4 separate regions of the Mus musculus genome follow, and regions 1, 2 and 4 are each linked to region 3. Evidence: chromatin contacts called from public Hi-C and HiChIP or PLAC-seq data. All regions are on one chromosome and are shown on one strand. Each heading gives the region's core, a stretch centred on a gene start, on an enhancer-like site or on the middle of the called end of the contact. The rest is flanking DNA. Distances are from core to core; before and after follow the strand shown.

Region 1 (3,196 bases), core at 152-2,651, 180 kb after region 3:
CTGTGCAGAAGAAATGTGTTTCCTTTTCAAACGTATAGCTTTTTTCCTATTGGAGGAGGAAACTTTCATTATGTAAATAGCTTCCAATCAATATCATCATAGACTTGCATTCTGGCTAGACAATCTTCTGCAAATGGAACTTAGAGTAACAGACATAGGAGTGTTGCCAAAAGAAGTAAGAATTTGGAAGCAGAAGACAGGAGAACAGGAGAGGTGGTGTTGGGTTGCAAAAAGAGTAGACATGGGAAGCTATAATCTCACCCTGTGTGCTGTAAGGGAAAGGTGATTAGAAGTTCAGGGTCATCCTCACCCACAAAATGAGGTCAAGGTCAGCCAGGTCTATGGGAGACCCTGTCTCAAAAGGAAGGGAAAGAGAAGGGAAGGGAAAGAAAAGAAAGGAAAGGAAGAAAAGAAGACAGAAAGAAGGAAGGAAAGAAAGGAAGGGAGGGAGGGAGGGAGGAAGGATGAAAGAAAGAAAGAAAGAAAGAAAGAAAGAAAGAAAGAAAGAAAGAAAGAAAGAAAGAAAGAAAGAAAAGAAGGAAGGGAAGGAGGGGAAAGGAAGGAAGGAAGGAAGGAAGGAAGGAAGGAAGGAAGGAAGGAAGGAAGGGAGGGAGGGAGGGAGGGAGGGAGAGGGAGGGAGGGAGGGAGAGAGAGAGAGAGAGAGAGAGAGAGAGAGAAAGAAAGAAAGAAAGAAAGAAAGAAAGAAAGAGAGAGGGGGGAGAGGGGGGAAGGAAAGAAGGAAGGAAGGGTGGAAGGAAGGAAGGAAGGAAGGAAGGGAGGGAGGGAGGGAGGGAGGGAGGGAGGGAGGAACGAAGGGGAAAAGAGGAGGAAAATTGAAGAAAGGGGATGAAAAAGGGAGCCCTATACTCAACATGAGAGACAGGACTACCTGTCCCTTTGGTAGAAACCAAAGATACCATGATCACATCTGTTTCCCCAAACCATGTGCCCCACCCCAAACAAAAGCATATGTCAAAACTTTAGCCCCCAAGTGAGTTGAGAAGTTTAACCTTTAAGAACTGACTCCTATGTCAATCAGCATTCTGACTGTGCTTTTCCCAATCGGTGGGTGTGCCGTTCCAAGTGCTTCTGAGTTGTGTTTTCACCCACTGAAGAAGTACTGCTTCCCACCTTGTGGGAGCAAGGTGATGACTTCAAGTTCATGCAACCAAGTCAGGCAGACTCTGGCCCTGTGCAGAGACTGAAGTCATGACCTGGGGAGTGAGTTTTGTTGGATTCTCTCTCTCTCTCTCTCTCTCTCTCTCTCTCTCTCTCTCTCTCTCTCTCTCTCTCTCTCTCTCTCTCTCTCTCTCTCTCCCCTCTCTCTCTCTCACTTAGAGCTGTCACTAGACACATGCCTAACTTCCAGGACTATAGAGTAGCTCCCGGTCCTTTCTAAATCATCCAGTTTCAGTTTCAAGTCTTCTCTTCTAACACCATAAAGCAGACAAGGACATGTTTAGCCATGTCTGGTTTCAGCTTAGACCTCTGGTTCAAAAGGTTCTTCCATCATTAGAGCTGACACAGACTCAGTCAAAGGAGAGCCTGTTCACAGCTCTCCTGTCCTCCCCTCCAGCTCTCAGCTTACAAGTCTTGGCCTCCACCTTCATCTGTGCAGTAAGCATGGGCACTGGCACCCCTCACAGCATCACAGTTTATAAGCTGTTGAGAAACAGTGACCTTTAAAAGATCTCGTATACAGTCTTTGGCAATTGCATACAAGTTTGCAATGTGTCTTGATCACATCCACATCCAATGCCTCCACCCAATCTCTAGCACTTTCTCCCTTCTGCCTTCATCTCCCCTCTCTTGCTTTTGAACCCACTGACTCCAGTTAGTGCAGCTTGCTGAGATGCCAACTGATCCTGGCTTGACCATGCTCAATAATTTCAGCTGCAGCGATTCCATACCCTGCATTCAAGACAGTCTTTCATACTCTGCCCCATCCTTTGGCTCTTACATTCTTCCCCCTAAAACACACCCCTCTCCATAATGGTCCCTGAGCCTTGGTTGGGGGTTAATATCAATGTTTTCTGTTGGGCAGAGTACTCAACAGAAACTCAGTCTTAGCACTGCAACCTGTTATGAGTCTGAAGTAGCTCCTGCCCACTGTAGAATGAAGCCTTTCTGGCCAGCGTCAAGGGCAGCAATAATCCAGTCCATGATGATGTTTAAAAGCATGAAAGTCCTCAATCCCATATCTGTACCATAGTTGTCTTCAGACAGGTGTTTGCCTAACCCTCCCACAAAAGATGGTTATTTATTTCCTATTTGCCGATCCCTCAGGAGGAAAGCTTGACACTCTGCCTTGTTTGTTTGCAGCGGGATTTTATCCAGATGTTGCTTACACTGAAGAGAGACCTATATTTTCATGGCAAAATGCAGCAACCTTGCTGCAGGAGCCTTTGTTCAAATGTGTACTATATTTAAATAAACATGTCTAGGTCGCTGACTTTCTCCCAGCAAATGTTTGACATCCTTCCATTCCTTTCTCCCAGGTGTCTGACTCCTTTCAAAAAATAATAATTATTGTTCTTTGCCTTTTTTGTCCACTTTGTTGCACTGTCTCATTTTATCTTTTTTAATTAGGGAAATTTAATACAATATGGTAAGCCTCAGATTCTAAATGTTGGCTGTAAATCTCTGCAAACTGATGACTCCTGTGGCAACAAGAGAGCTGTCATTGCAGGAGAGTCACCATGCTACCGTTTTATAACAAAATGCCACCTTTGGGAAAGGGTCACACTTAATATTACTATGATGACTGAATTTCTGACTTTCTGCACGTAAAATTTCAAGGATATTGGTTGCATTGTGTAAGGTTGTTTAGAAAAATTTTACTTGGGGGGGTGGTCATTACAAGTTCTCACTGAGGCCAACAGAAATAGTTATAACCATTATACAGTGAAATAGACAGCCATCCATACATGTTGCAAAATGTTATGAAATCGATTAAAATCTTATTTCTTTTCATTGCTGTTATACTTCCGAACACATATATACAGTACACGGCACTGGGTATAAATACAAATAAAACATAAAGAGAAAACATAGGAAATCTCATAAATATACAGCATCCTGCCTTATCAATATTCATTTATGCATATCTCTGCACTGGCGCATTAATAAAAGCACATATATTGGATTTGAATGTGTGAGGGATGGGGTGGAAGCTGTAATCAGGACGGTAGGGCTC
Region 2 (3,654 bases), core at 820-3,319, 130 kb after region 3:
TTCACCTAGTGACTAATTGCATTGAGCATCTTCCCATATGAGTGTTTGGCCATTTAGATCATTTCTTTTATAAAGGCCCTTCAACAGATCTTTCTATACTTTGAATTTAGGTTGTGTTCTTCCTGCTTCAGCATGGGACATTTTATATATTTAAGATTTGAGTTTTTTGTTTATTTTTATACTACAGATTTGAATTGCCTCTGGAGGCTACATTGTCTTCTTGTTGGTGACATCTTAATAAAGTCTAATGTCAGTCCTTTTCTTCATAGTTTGTCCTCCTTGTGTCTTGTTTAGGGTCTATATTCACCCCAGATGAGGATCCTGTTATACATTTTTATCTAGATTACCATTCACTCAGATAGATAGATAGATAGATAGATAGATAGATAGATAGATAGATGGATGGATGGATGGATGGATGGATGGATGGATGGATGGACGGACGGACGGACGGACGGACGGACGGACAGACAGACAGACAGACAGACAGACAGACAGACAGACAGACAGACAGACAGATAGATAGATAGATAGATAGATAGATAGATAGATAGATAGATAGATAATATATTAGAATTAGACCTACAGATGAAATGTTTGAAACATGAGATGGTATACAAGCAAAACTGGAGAGCTGGATCAGTGGCTAAGAGTACTTGCAGCTCTTACAGAAGACCCATTCAGTTCCCAGCACCCATGTCATGCAACTCACACCCACCAGTATCTCACTTTGAGGGAATCAAATACCTGTTCAGGACTTTTTGGCTACTTGCAGGCATATGTGGATACATATATACAGGCCCACATATATACAAAATAATAATAAAACTCATCTTTTAAAAGCAGATTCTATATGAGCAGAACGCTCCCCTTCACCTTGTCATACAGAGACTTTAGGATTTGTTTCATAGTCTTGTATTGCTTATGTAAGTTAACTATCTACAAAACTAGTTTGCTCTGCCCCTTCCTAACACTCTTGTTTCAGTGCTGACTTGCTATGGGGCTAGCACTTCTGATTCCTACCTTAAGTTTCCTGCTCTTTCAATGACTTATGTTGGACTGCCCACACGGCATCCCATTTGTAGGCTTGCCCTACCTCTGGATTCTTGAATTGAGTACTACACCAGGATCAGATGTGCTTCTCTGGATAACTGCTGTGTGGAAACTTTTATTCTCTAATGGCTGATGTCTGTCACTGGATTTCAAGGAGAATAGTTTCTGTGTTTTCCTAACCCAACTTGTTCAGGCTTCCTATAGAATTCACAGTTTGAAGACAAGTAATTCCAAGACCTCCCTTTTACAGATTTTGTTTGTTTGTTTGTTTGTTTGTTTGCTTTGTTTTTTCAGATTTTTTTTTTTTTTGATCCACAAACTGCCAGGAAATAAGGAGGTCCTACGTACAAATGTGGCATTCCAGAGTTTCAAAGAATCTTATTTCTCTGTAGGAAGCTGGTTCAGACCCATAAGGGTACTCAAGGTTAGCTTCTCAGCCAGTACTAGAGCTGAGCCTTGTGTGTGTGTATGTGTGGGGCGGGGGGTGGGGGAGTCCTTGAGATTGAATCATGGCATGCAGCATTTTTAAATGGGAAGTTGGCATTTATTGAGCAAAGGTTTTAGCACAGATTTAAGCACAGGCATTAAAAGGGTGGAAGAGAGACATGGGCAAAAAGCACATTCCTAGAGCAGGTTTAGTTTTCTCAAGAGAGAAGAGCAGTGCCATCCGTCACGTGCAAACCTAAATATTACTCTTTACACTTTAGGTCAGATTCTCAAGAAGCGACCCTGACATCTGAGTGCACATAATCTGTGGCAGAAAATATGCCCAGGAAGAGAAGGAATCACAGGAAAGAAAATGAAACCAATCACACCCACTCTTTCAAGAATAGTTGCAATCTTAGTTTGAACTCACAGGCAGGTTCTTGAGTGTCGTACCGGACCCATGATGTGTCTGCCCTAGTTAGTTTGAAGCTACAAGCTACCGGTGATTGAAGCGGGAGGATACAGAAGACCAGGACAGAACACACTACGTGGTACAGTTTCATCTGTTTAGGTGAGTGGGCGCTGTCAGTCAAGTCGCTTGTGTGCACCATTCATAAGAGCAAAACACCTGGCATCTCTGAGGAAGTGGCACCAAGAAACCAGCATAAAAAAAAATCTGTAGAATCTGAGAGGCAGAACGTTAATGTACACCTATCAGACTTAAAGTATAAATTAAACCTCGTGGTTACTTACAATGCTGATGGATTCAGAAATGAGACTGAGCCATAGGCCTCACTCAGTGCCCTATGTGTTGGGTAACCCTACTAAGAACAACAGGCATAATGATCAGAAAGGGCTTATTGGCTGCTTTATCTGGCTGACTTTAATAATTTCATTATAGTTCTGTGTGGCCGTGGTACGTTAGAACTCTATGACCCAATACATTCCTTCATCCATTCTCAAATCCTCTCAATAGTAACACAAGACAGATAGCATTGAGACATAAAGTGAGGAAGGACAGTGTGCTCCCTTCCTCAGGAGCTGACACTAGAAGCTGAAGTAGGCAGTGAGCTTATGTCTAGGAAGAGGCAAAGCTAACCGTCTCAACCCATTCCCCAGATGCCACCCAGGAACTCAGTTCAGTTGCATCATGGAAAGATGTGTGCAATTAACTCAATCACGACAATATAGAAGTAATGAGACCATTTTTTCTACTTCCCTAAAATGACTCTTGTGGTGGTGGGATAGAAAAATCTGTTGGATTTAATTTAAGTTATTAGAGATTTCTGAGAGGTGTTACTTTTCCATTAAAACACAATTATGAAAACTGCACAGAAATTAAAATCAAACTCAGCTTTGAAGTGGTGAGTATGAGGCTAAAAGACCATTCCTCCCGTTTTATAAACACTTCCCCAGGGTGTGAAGGACTCAGCCATAGGTGTGTGATTTTCCTTATCCCCAAGAATCAACTGAAATATGGCAACTCTAGATCCAGCTTATACTAGATCCCGCCTTAGCATCAGCTGCCAAGATGTGATCAATTTAAGACAGATTCCCCAAATTAATTATGTTTTCCTGTAAAACATAGAATTAATTTTAAGTGAGGAGTATTAAAGTGGAATGTATAATACACTATTCAAACGACCTGTTGTAATTTTTTTCCCAAATGAGTGTACTGCACATGATGTGCCTGTGATGGTATTAATTATTTATCACTCTATGTGGCAAAAATATCAATTATAATAAATAGTAAAAGGGCTATTAGCTTTCTTGAACAATAAATAAAATGGAAGTTTCAAGATCAATATGATGAATATGTTAAGTTAAAATTCTCTTTTGCCGTAAGAGTTTATAGGATTTTATGTAGCAATCCCATGAAAGTGTCACAGACTTTTTAAAAAGAAATATATTAAATAAAAATAAAAATCTATTAAAGAAGGTAATTTTAAATATTTAATGATATAATTAGGTCTTATTAATGTAATGCTCTTTATTTTTCAGATTAAAAATTCACAGGGCTGTCGTCTTTTCCATCTTAATCAGATATCCTGTTTGTTGTAATTATTTGTTAGGTATTTTCATTCACATTTGATGAATATTAACTGTTTGAAATAAAACAGTATTTTTTTCCATTTGCTAGTTTGAGGAACAAGGGTTACTTTGTATCTAGAGAAA
Region 3 (3,584 bases), core at 658-3,157:
ATACACACCCACATTAATGGGATCCTCCTCTGGCATCTTCTATTTCTATTCATCTTATTTCTTGATAGAGTCCCTCGGTGAATCTGTGGCTTGCTTGCCATTTTAGACTGGCTGGCCAATAAACCCAAGGATGCACCTGTCTTGGCCCCTGTTGCAACTGGAATTTCAGAGGACTGCCTTTACACCTGACTTTTACACGGGTGCCGGGGACTCGAACTCCTGCCTTCACACTTGCACAGCAGGCACTTACTCCTCCATGCTCCCGGGATGCTAAGTAACTTTGAAGAGCATATTTGAAGTCTATGCCTTGCCACTTTCTCTGGCAGAGGTTTAAGACCACACTAAATGGAAACAGAAAAAGAAATGTTGGAATAGGGAGAAACTAGCCAAGTACATAAAGAATAAAATGTAGAAACAGCAAGTATGGACAAGACCATCTTTGTAGTATAATTCTTTTCTTCCTCCAAAAAAACTTCTGTCATCTCAAATGTGTGCCTATGCCATTGTACTCACTCTTCTCTGTTATTTAATCTGTACAGTAATCACTAGTCTGTTTTTCCTTTTAATATTTTACACTTGGCCCCAGATAGGGAAGAGTGACTGGAACAAAACCGGTTAATACATAGCTTTTTGTGTTCCATTTTTGTAGGTTTTAAAAACTCCAAGGTTGGACACAGAATAAATTAATTCTTTAAAACATTTTACTCTATTCATTTATTTACTGTGTGTGGAGGCATACCACAGTATGCACAATGGAGGACTGTGGACAACCAGAGTGGACCACATGGTGGGAGAAGGGATCAAGATCATGCTGTCAGCTTTGTTAGCAAGTTCTGTTACCCACTGAGCCATCTTGCTGGTCCAGAGTATGTGGTCTTTAACAAATGCATATGGAGGCCTATGAGATGGGTGGCTGAGGTATATAAGATGCTGCTCCAGTCAACCCAGCAATCCTGAAGAGAGTCTGAAGACACTTTCGGTCTTGAGCAGGTCTTCTACTCCAGTTCGGATAAAATGATGCTGAGATACAGAAAGGGGATGAAGTAATCCACAACTCACAATAGGTCACCTGGACATGTATGTCCCAACATGACATCTGTATGTCAATATTTTGTTTTAAGCCTCGAGTAGCCTCAGACTGCTATAAACAGAAGAATAAATGAACATAGAAGTAGACTGGAGGGCTTACATTTATTTGTTTATTTATTTATTTATATCTATTTATTTTACAATCATCTCCCATAGTCTGGCATTTATAAACCCTTAACTACTTATCATCAATCATTTTTGGTCAACTTTGATGTGAGAATGATTTTTATCAAGTGTCCAGGAAACACACCTGGGTAGATCTGCAGAATGGCCCAGAGTATGAGAGGCCATGTAGAAACAGGAAGCCGAACTTCAGTTGAAAGAGTTCATGTTTTCTCTCTGTTCAGATCTCAGACTAAATTTGGCAAGCTGTGAGTGCCCGTGCAAGGGAAGGAAATGCATAACAGAGCAGAGCAACTCATCTTTCATGGCTTTTGGGAAATTATTTGACAGATCCACAGTCATATTATTCTTTAAAAACTCTTTCATGAGGCATTTCCCAAGAAATTCTGATGTTGACTGTGGTGGACTGACGGGTTGTGTTTACGTACTTCTAAGGGACCACAAGTCTACCTGTGTGTGAATGAGCGCCTTCCTAATAAGTAAATGACTCTGCTTTCATGTGTTTAATAATATTTAGACTTCACTTTTTCTTTTTTTTTTCCCCTTATGTTCTCCCAAAGAAGTTTCGGTCTCTCCCATCATGTGTTGTTGTGGTGGTGAGGTTATTTTTCTTGATGAGTCGCACCCACTCACAGTCAACTTGAAGGTCTTTTCCACTGCAGACAGCCTGTGAATGCGCAAAAGGAAGCTGGTTATCTCCACATCAGCAACTCACATCACAGCGTGATCAGAAGTGACATCACTGTGTGGTTTCACTAATGATATTTAAAGGAGATCACTATTTTCAGTTGCTTTTTTAGTCTCAGAAACCTCTGCATCTCCTTCCACTTCGCTGCCCATCTGTCACCCCTCCTCTGTCCCACCAGATTCCTTCTCAGCACTACTCTCCTCTCCATTTCCAGCCTGTGATGACAATGGGTCCTCTCAGGTTTTTCTGGGGTTGTTTTGTTTTGTTTTTTAAAAAAGAGAAAAGTCAAGTCCATTAATACTATTGACTTGGTAACTTTTTTTTCCCAGAATAAGATCTGAGAAGAATTCGAGAAAACCACAGATACTAGAACTGATGAAGACTGTTTCCTGTGAATTTGTGTGGCTTGCTCACCAAGACACCCTCTGCTAGTCTCATTCTTCCTTCTATAAACAATTTCTGCAATTGGCCCTAAAACCCTCTTGGAATGAAGACACAATTCTTACATGCGAACACTTCAATCCAGGTCCAGTTGTAGATCAACAGGACCTACACAGGGAAGCATCTTTGTACAGACATCTCTTAAACAATTGTAGTGAAATGATCTGGTTTGAAATAGGTGTCCAGAAGAAAGTCCTTACCTTTGCGTATGCAGTGGAAACCCTCCGTTTTATGTTTACAGTGATAAAATTTGTATATGTGTGTATGCATGCATGCATGTGTACATATATATATATATATATATATATATATATATATGTATATATTTGTGTTTTGGAGTGCAGGTAAGGAAGGGCTGAAAAGTGATGTGTGGGGGAAAAACAGAAATCACATACACTAACATTCCAATAGAGGAGTTTGTAATGAGCATACAAATGGTAGCAGGATGTGCATTTATTAATATTTTATGGAACTGGGTGCCATGAAATGATATCGGTCTCCACAGCATCATCTTTATAACATGTGAGACCACAAGATTCTCCAGCCATAGTCACTGAGCCTCTTGGGCTCTATCTTCCTCCAGTCTAAAATAGTTTCTTAACCCCATCACAGTCGGCTTGGGGGGATGGATGCTTCTTGTGATAGGGTTTACTTAACAGCATTCCTGGTTTCTGCTTGTCAGACACCAGTATGTTCTATCAGTTTTAACAGTCTCCAGACAGAGCCAGATGTTTCTCAAGGGAGCTGAACAGGCAAAATACCCTATAGCTTACAACCAGTAAATAAAAATAATTAAAGTTTATAATATCTTTCTATTCTAAAACTTGGTGAGAAGAACATCTAAGATACTTTTTTAGAATGTATTTTACTTACCTTTTAACTATTTTACAAATACATAATAAAATGTTTTGACCATATTCACCCACCTAGCACCTACTCTCAAACCCCTTGGTACTGCTAAACCCCATAGTCAATTCATAAAAGATATTTTTTAAAAAATTCTTAATTCATACCAGTTAAGATTGAAGAGAGAAAAGTAACCAAGTTATATTTTTAGACTTGTGAGTGGAACTAAAGAACTAAAGGCAAAGACATCTTCATCATTAACCAAGCACTTAGCCCCTACTAAGAACAAATCTTGAGAAATAAGAGAGAATTTGCTCACAATATACTACATGAAACATCTCTAGTGGAGTGTCTCATCTCTTGTAGGGAGAGAGTAGCAGGTAGCATAATTAGCTTC
Region 4 (3,578 bases), core at 728-3,227, 240 kb after region 3:
TAAGAGCAATTAAATTAATGTTTCTAAAACATCCCACAGGTAACTGATAAAACATAGACATGGAAAAATAATGCCAACTTTACATATACCATTCCAGACAAATGAGAAGAAAGGAATGTTTTTGCAACAATGAGACACAATCGCCTTCATGGATGAATCTGTCTGTGATGCATAGATGATATGATGGAGATGATATAATCGGACTTCAGACCAATGCACATTTTATGATAGATGACGACAGTCAACCCATCACTGTGTGAAAAGATAACATGCTATGCCTTGTTGTATATGGTGAGTCAACAGAAACAAATGCACTGATAAGCTTTAAGCTAATAACAAAAGAAAAATGCCAGAGGAAGATGAACTATTGGAACATCTAAATAAACACAGGGAAAAGACTGACAATTTCTAGCCTGCACCTTGACTTTTTCTAAACTCTTTGAAAACTAGGGTAAGAAATAAAAAGGAACTTTCTCAACTTAATAAATGGCACCTATAAACAAACGAACATTCGGCTAACTTTAAATCCAGCTTTCATGAATACAGGAACAAAGCAAGATGCCTGTACCCTTTCCCTCTTCAACATCAATTGGAATGTGAAGTCTGTAATAAAGCAGGAAAACAAATACAGAATAATTCAATTTGGATGTGGAACTAGGCTATTCAAGGGGGTCCTGATTCAATAGAAAACCAGAATTCAAGCATCCAGATTGGAAATACAGAATCGATCATGTAGAAAATTCACTATAGTCTGTAAAAATTTTCCGACCTCTTTAGTGAATGGAAGGACATCACCATCTTTGATCCTGGTGCTGTAAAGACCAAGATTTTGGCTGCCAGGGTTCAAGCATTCCACACAGGTTAGAAGTTCCATTGGGCCTTGGTGTCTATCTTTCACAGATGTCAATAAACATGTAAGCATAAGATGAGTGTAACCCTGGATTTCAGGATAAAAGGACTATTGTGCAACAACATGTTATATTTCTAGATATTAGCCACAAACCATGAGAAATTAAAATTGTAAGAATAATGTCATTTTTAAAACTAACAAAATAAAATAATTAGGAGTAGATTTGACAAGAGACACAAAACCTCTGGTCACTGACACCCACCCGATGTTACTAGGGGCAATTAAGAAAAATCTAGGCAACAGTGGCATGTTCTCTATTCATTGGCAAGAAAACTCAATAATCCTAAGAAAGTCATTCTACCCAAAACCAGTCCAGAGATTTAAAACAATCCCAATTAAAATCTTATGAGTTTTTTTATAGAAATTAACGAACTGATTCTAAAAATGATATAAAAATTTGAAGGACCTAGAATAGCCAAAACAACTTTGAAAAAGGATGAGCATATTTTGAGAACTCGGGCTTATTATGAAGCTACAATCATCCAGACAGTATGGTGGTGATATAGAGACAGGCAGATACACGAATGGAACAGAAGAGGGTCCATAAATAGACCCACACACACAGAGATAAATGATTTTGACAAAGATTCAAAGGAAATTCAGTAGAAAAAGATTAGTCTTTTTCAACAAATGGTACTGGAATAATTGGATATATACATATGCAAGAAAAAAATAAACTTTGATCCGTATCTCACACCATAAAATTAACTCAGCATGAGTCATTGACCTAAATGTGAAACTTTCAGGAGAAAACTTGTGCAAGTTTGATTAGGTGAGGCTTTCTTAGACCCCATCCAAAATTACAGTCTGTGACAGGAAACACCGATACATCTGATAGCCCAAAAATGTTGAAACTTCTGCTTTTTGAACTAGACGGTAGGGGAATGAAAATAAAAGCTACAGACTGGGAGTAAATATTTTCAAATTGTATATTTGATTAAGGATTTGTATCCAAACATTTTTTTTAAATATATAAAACTCAAGAGAGGAGACAAGGAGTAGCAGACTTGAGCAGACTTCTTATCAGAGAAGTATGGGGATGACCGTGGCAAGACCCACGGTCGAATTTCCTTAAAGGCACAGTGAGAAAGCCTCGCAGGCCTCCAGGCTGGCTCCTGTAGGCTTATAGCAAGGATCTAAGACAAACAGAACGCCCACTGCTTTTAGGAGCATCAAGTAGTTCAACGGCTTTGCAAAAACAATTGATACTCTTTTAAAGCATGAAACTTATATTCACGAGTAATCCAAGAGATCAACTTCCAGGGACTCTGTCCCCCCAAATTAATCTGTCAACACAAAGACTGACACGTCATGGACATAGTAAGATATACATGTGTGACACCCATCCCTAATGATAAATACATAAGTAAGCATGATCTACACAGGAACGTAGATAAAAGCACTGCCTTTTGCAACACAGTGGACAGTACTTAGCAACATAAAAAGATGAACCATGGAGATAATGGATACTATAGATAAGATCACAGTAATGATGACTAGAATCCACTTCATAAGTATGTCAGAAATAAAAATTAGCTAGCTATCACTGAAAGCAGATCAGTTGTTCACTGTGGATGGGATGGGACCCTGAGGACAAGGTGGAGAGTTCAAATGGCAGTTTTTACTATCTTTATTATATGAACATTCCATTGGAATAACTTATTAGATTCGAGCCAAGGATTTTTCTTGATAGCAGAGCACTCATTCCGCACACACCAAGTCTGAGGTTAGAATAGCCAAAACAACTTTGAAAAAGGATGAGCATATTTTTGAGAACTTGGGCTTATTATGAAGCTACAATCCAAAATAAATAAATAAATTTTTAAAAAGACAGCTGATCTAGCTGAATAATTTACATATGCTTTATTTGGGATTGGAAGCATAGTTCAGTCATTAAGGTAACTGGCTGCTCTTCTATGGAACCAATTCCCAGCACCCACATGGTATCTCACAGTGGTCTGTACCTCCAGTTTTAGGGAATCCAGTCCCTTCTTCTGGCCTCCATAGGTGGCAGGGCACACATGTGATGCACAGACATACATGCAGGCAAAACACACATATTCATACAATAAATAAATATATATGCATTATCAATGCTGTGTGAAGTATCTACCGACCCAGTGAAACACAATTTTAAGTATTAAATCGATGGACTTGGTTCTTCCCTCCATAATATAAGTTGTTACCCAAGGCACTTCCCCAAAGCTCATTCCGCAACTCTGAGAAGTGATGGTCTCAGTTCAACGGACTCATCTTCTCTCCTGAAACTTGAATAGACGGATGCCACACCTATGTATTTGGCTTCTGAATTTTCACTTTTTGTAAGAACTACAAAATTAGAAACATAGTTCCAGATGTGAAAATAATGATTATTTTAGAAAAAAAAACAATAAAATCCTTTAAATGTTAAGAAACTAAGGTACAGGCTGGAGAGATGGTTCAGTGGTTAGGAATTACCGCTCCTGCAGAGGACTCCAGTTCCCAGCATGCACTTCAGATGATTCACAAACATCTGTAACTCAGGCTTCAGGGGATCCTATATCCTGCAGAGGTACTACACCTACCCGCAGAAATCACCCCACCACACACACACGCACGCACGCACGCACGCACGCACGCACGCACGCACGCACGCACGCACACACACGCACTCATAACTAAAATAAAA

What was found. Hi-C and Micro-C count contacts between places; a contact is called where the count stands out from the background. HiChIP or PLAC-seq counts read pairs in DNA pulled down with a chosen protein or histone mark.
Region 1: a contact with region 3 is called in a Foxp3 HiChIP or PLAC-seq map of regulatory T cells, with 6 times the contacts expected there. The contact joins two enhancer-like sites. A contact is called at or near these places in 1 of 15 datasets of contacts at CTCF or cohesin (CD8 T cells), 10 of 484 Hi-C or Micro-C datasets (B cells, CD4 T cells, CD8 T cells and 7 more), 5 of 115 datasets of contacts at active chromatin or transcription factors (CD8 T cells, large pre-B cells, memory CD8 T cells and 1 more) and 1 of 9 other capture datasets (embryonic stem cells).
Region 2: a BATF HiChIP or PLAC-seq map of CD8 T cells shows a contact between it and region 3, with 115 read pairs. The contact joins two enhancer-like sites. A contact is called at or near these places in 1 of 15 datasets of contacts at CTCF or cohesin (CD8 T cells), 1 of 484 Hi-C or Micro-C datasets (CD4 T cells) and 4 of 115 datasets of contacts at active chromatin or transcription factors (CD8 T cells, bone marrow-derived dendritic cells and memory CD8 T cells).
Region 4: a Hi-C map of group 2 innate lymphoid cells shows a contact between it and region 3, with 3 times the contacts expected there. The contact joins two enhancer-like sites. A contact is called at or near these places in 6 of 484 Hi-C or Micro-C datasets (B cells, the C10 cell line, centroblasts and 2 more) and 4 of 115 datasets of contacts at active chromatin or transcription factors (CD8 T cells, Th2 cells and thymocytes).

What each region holds. Positions count from the first base shown.
Region 1 is chr17:51,979,681-51,982,876 of GRCm38.p6, reverse strand. No RefSeq gene overlaps it. Among named protein-coding and RNA genes, the nearest start is that of Gm20098, 99 kb to the right of the region's middle. Within about 2 kb of position 1,401, at least 6 of the 459 cell types and tissues checked have an H3K27ac peak or open chromatin away from gene starts, as enhancers often do. A contact at or near this core is called in memory CD8 T cells and regulatory T cells, where this site is marked.
Region 2 is chr17:52,029,631-52,033,284 of GRCm38.p6, reverse strand. No RefSeq gene overlaps it. Among named protein-coding and RNA genes, the nearest start is that of Gm19585, 120 kb to the left of the region's middle. Within about 2 kb of position 2,069, at least 19 of the 459 cell types and tissues checked have an H3K27ac peak or open chromatin away from gene starts, as enhancers often do. A contact at or near this core is called in CD8 T cells and memory CD8 T cells, where this site is marked.
Region 3 is chr17:52,161,089-52,164,672 of GRCm38.p6, reverse strand. It overlaps Gm19585 (predicted gene, 19585), which reads right to left. Exons shown (of 4, transcript NR_155494.1): 4 at 1,187-1,879. Among named protein-coding and RNA genes, the nearest start is that of Gm19585, 14 kb to the right of the region's middle. Within about 2 kb of position 1,907, at least 81 of the 459 cell types and tissues checked have an H3K27ac peak or open chromatin away from gene starts, as enhancers often do. A contact at or near this core is called in CD8 T cells, group 2 innate lymphoid cells, memory CD8 T cells and 1 more, where this site is marked.
Region 4 is chr17:51,924,725-51,928,302 of GRCm38.p6, reverse strand. The region is part of intron 2 of Gm20098 (predicted gene, 20098); the gene reads right to left. Among named protein-coding and RNA genes, the nearest start is that of Gm20098, 44 kb to the right of the region's middle. Within about 2 kb of position 1,977, at least 11 of the 459 cell types and tissues checked have an H3K27ac peak or open chromatin away from gene starts, as enhancers often do. A contact at or near this core is called in group 2 innate lymphoid cells, where this site is marked.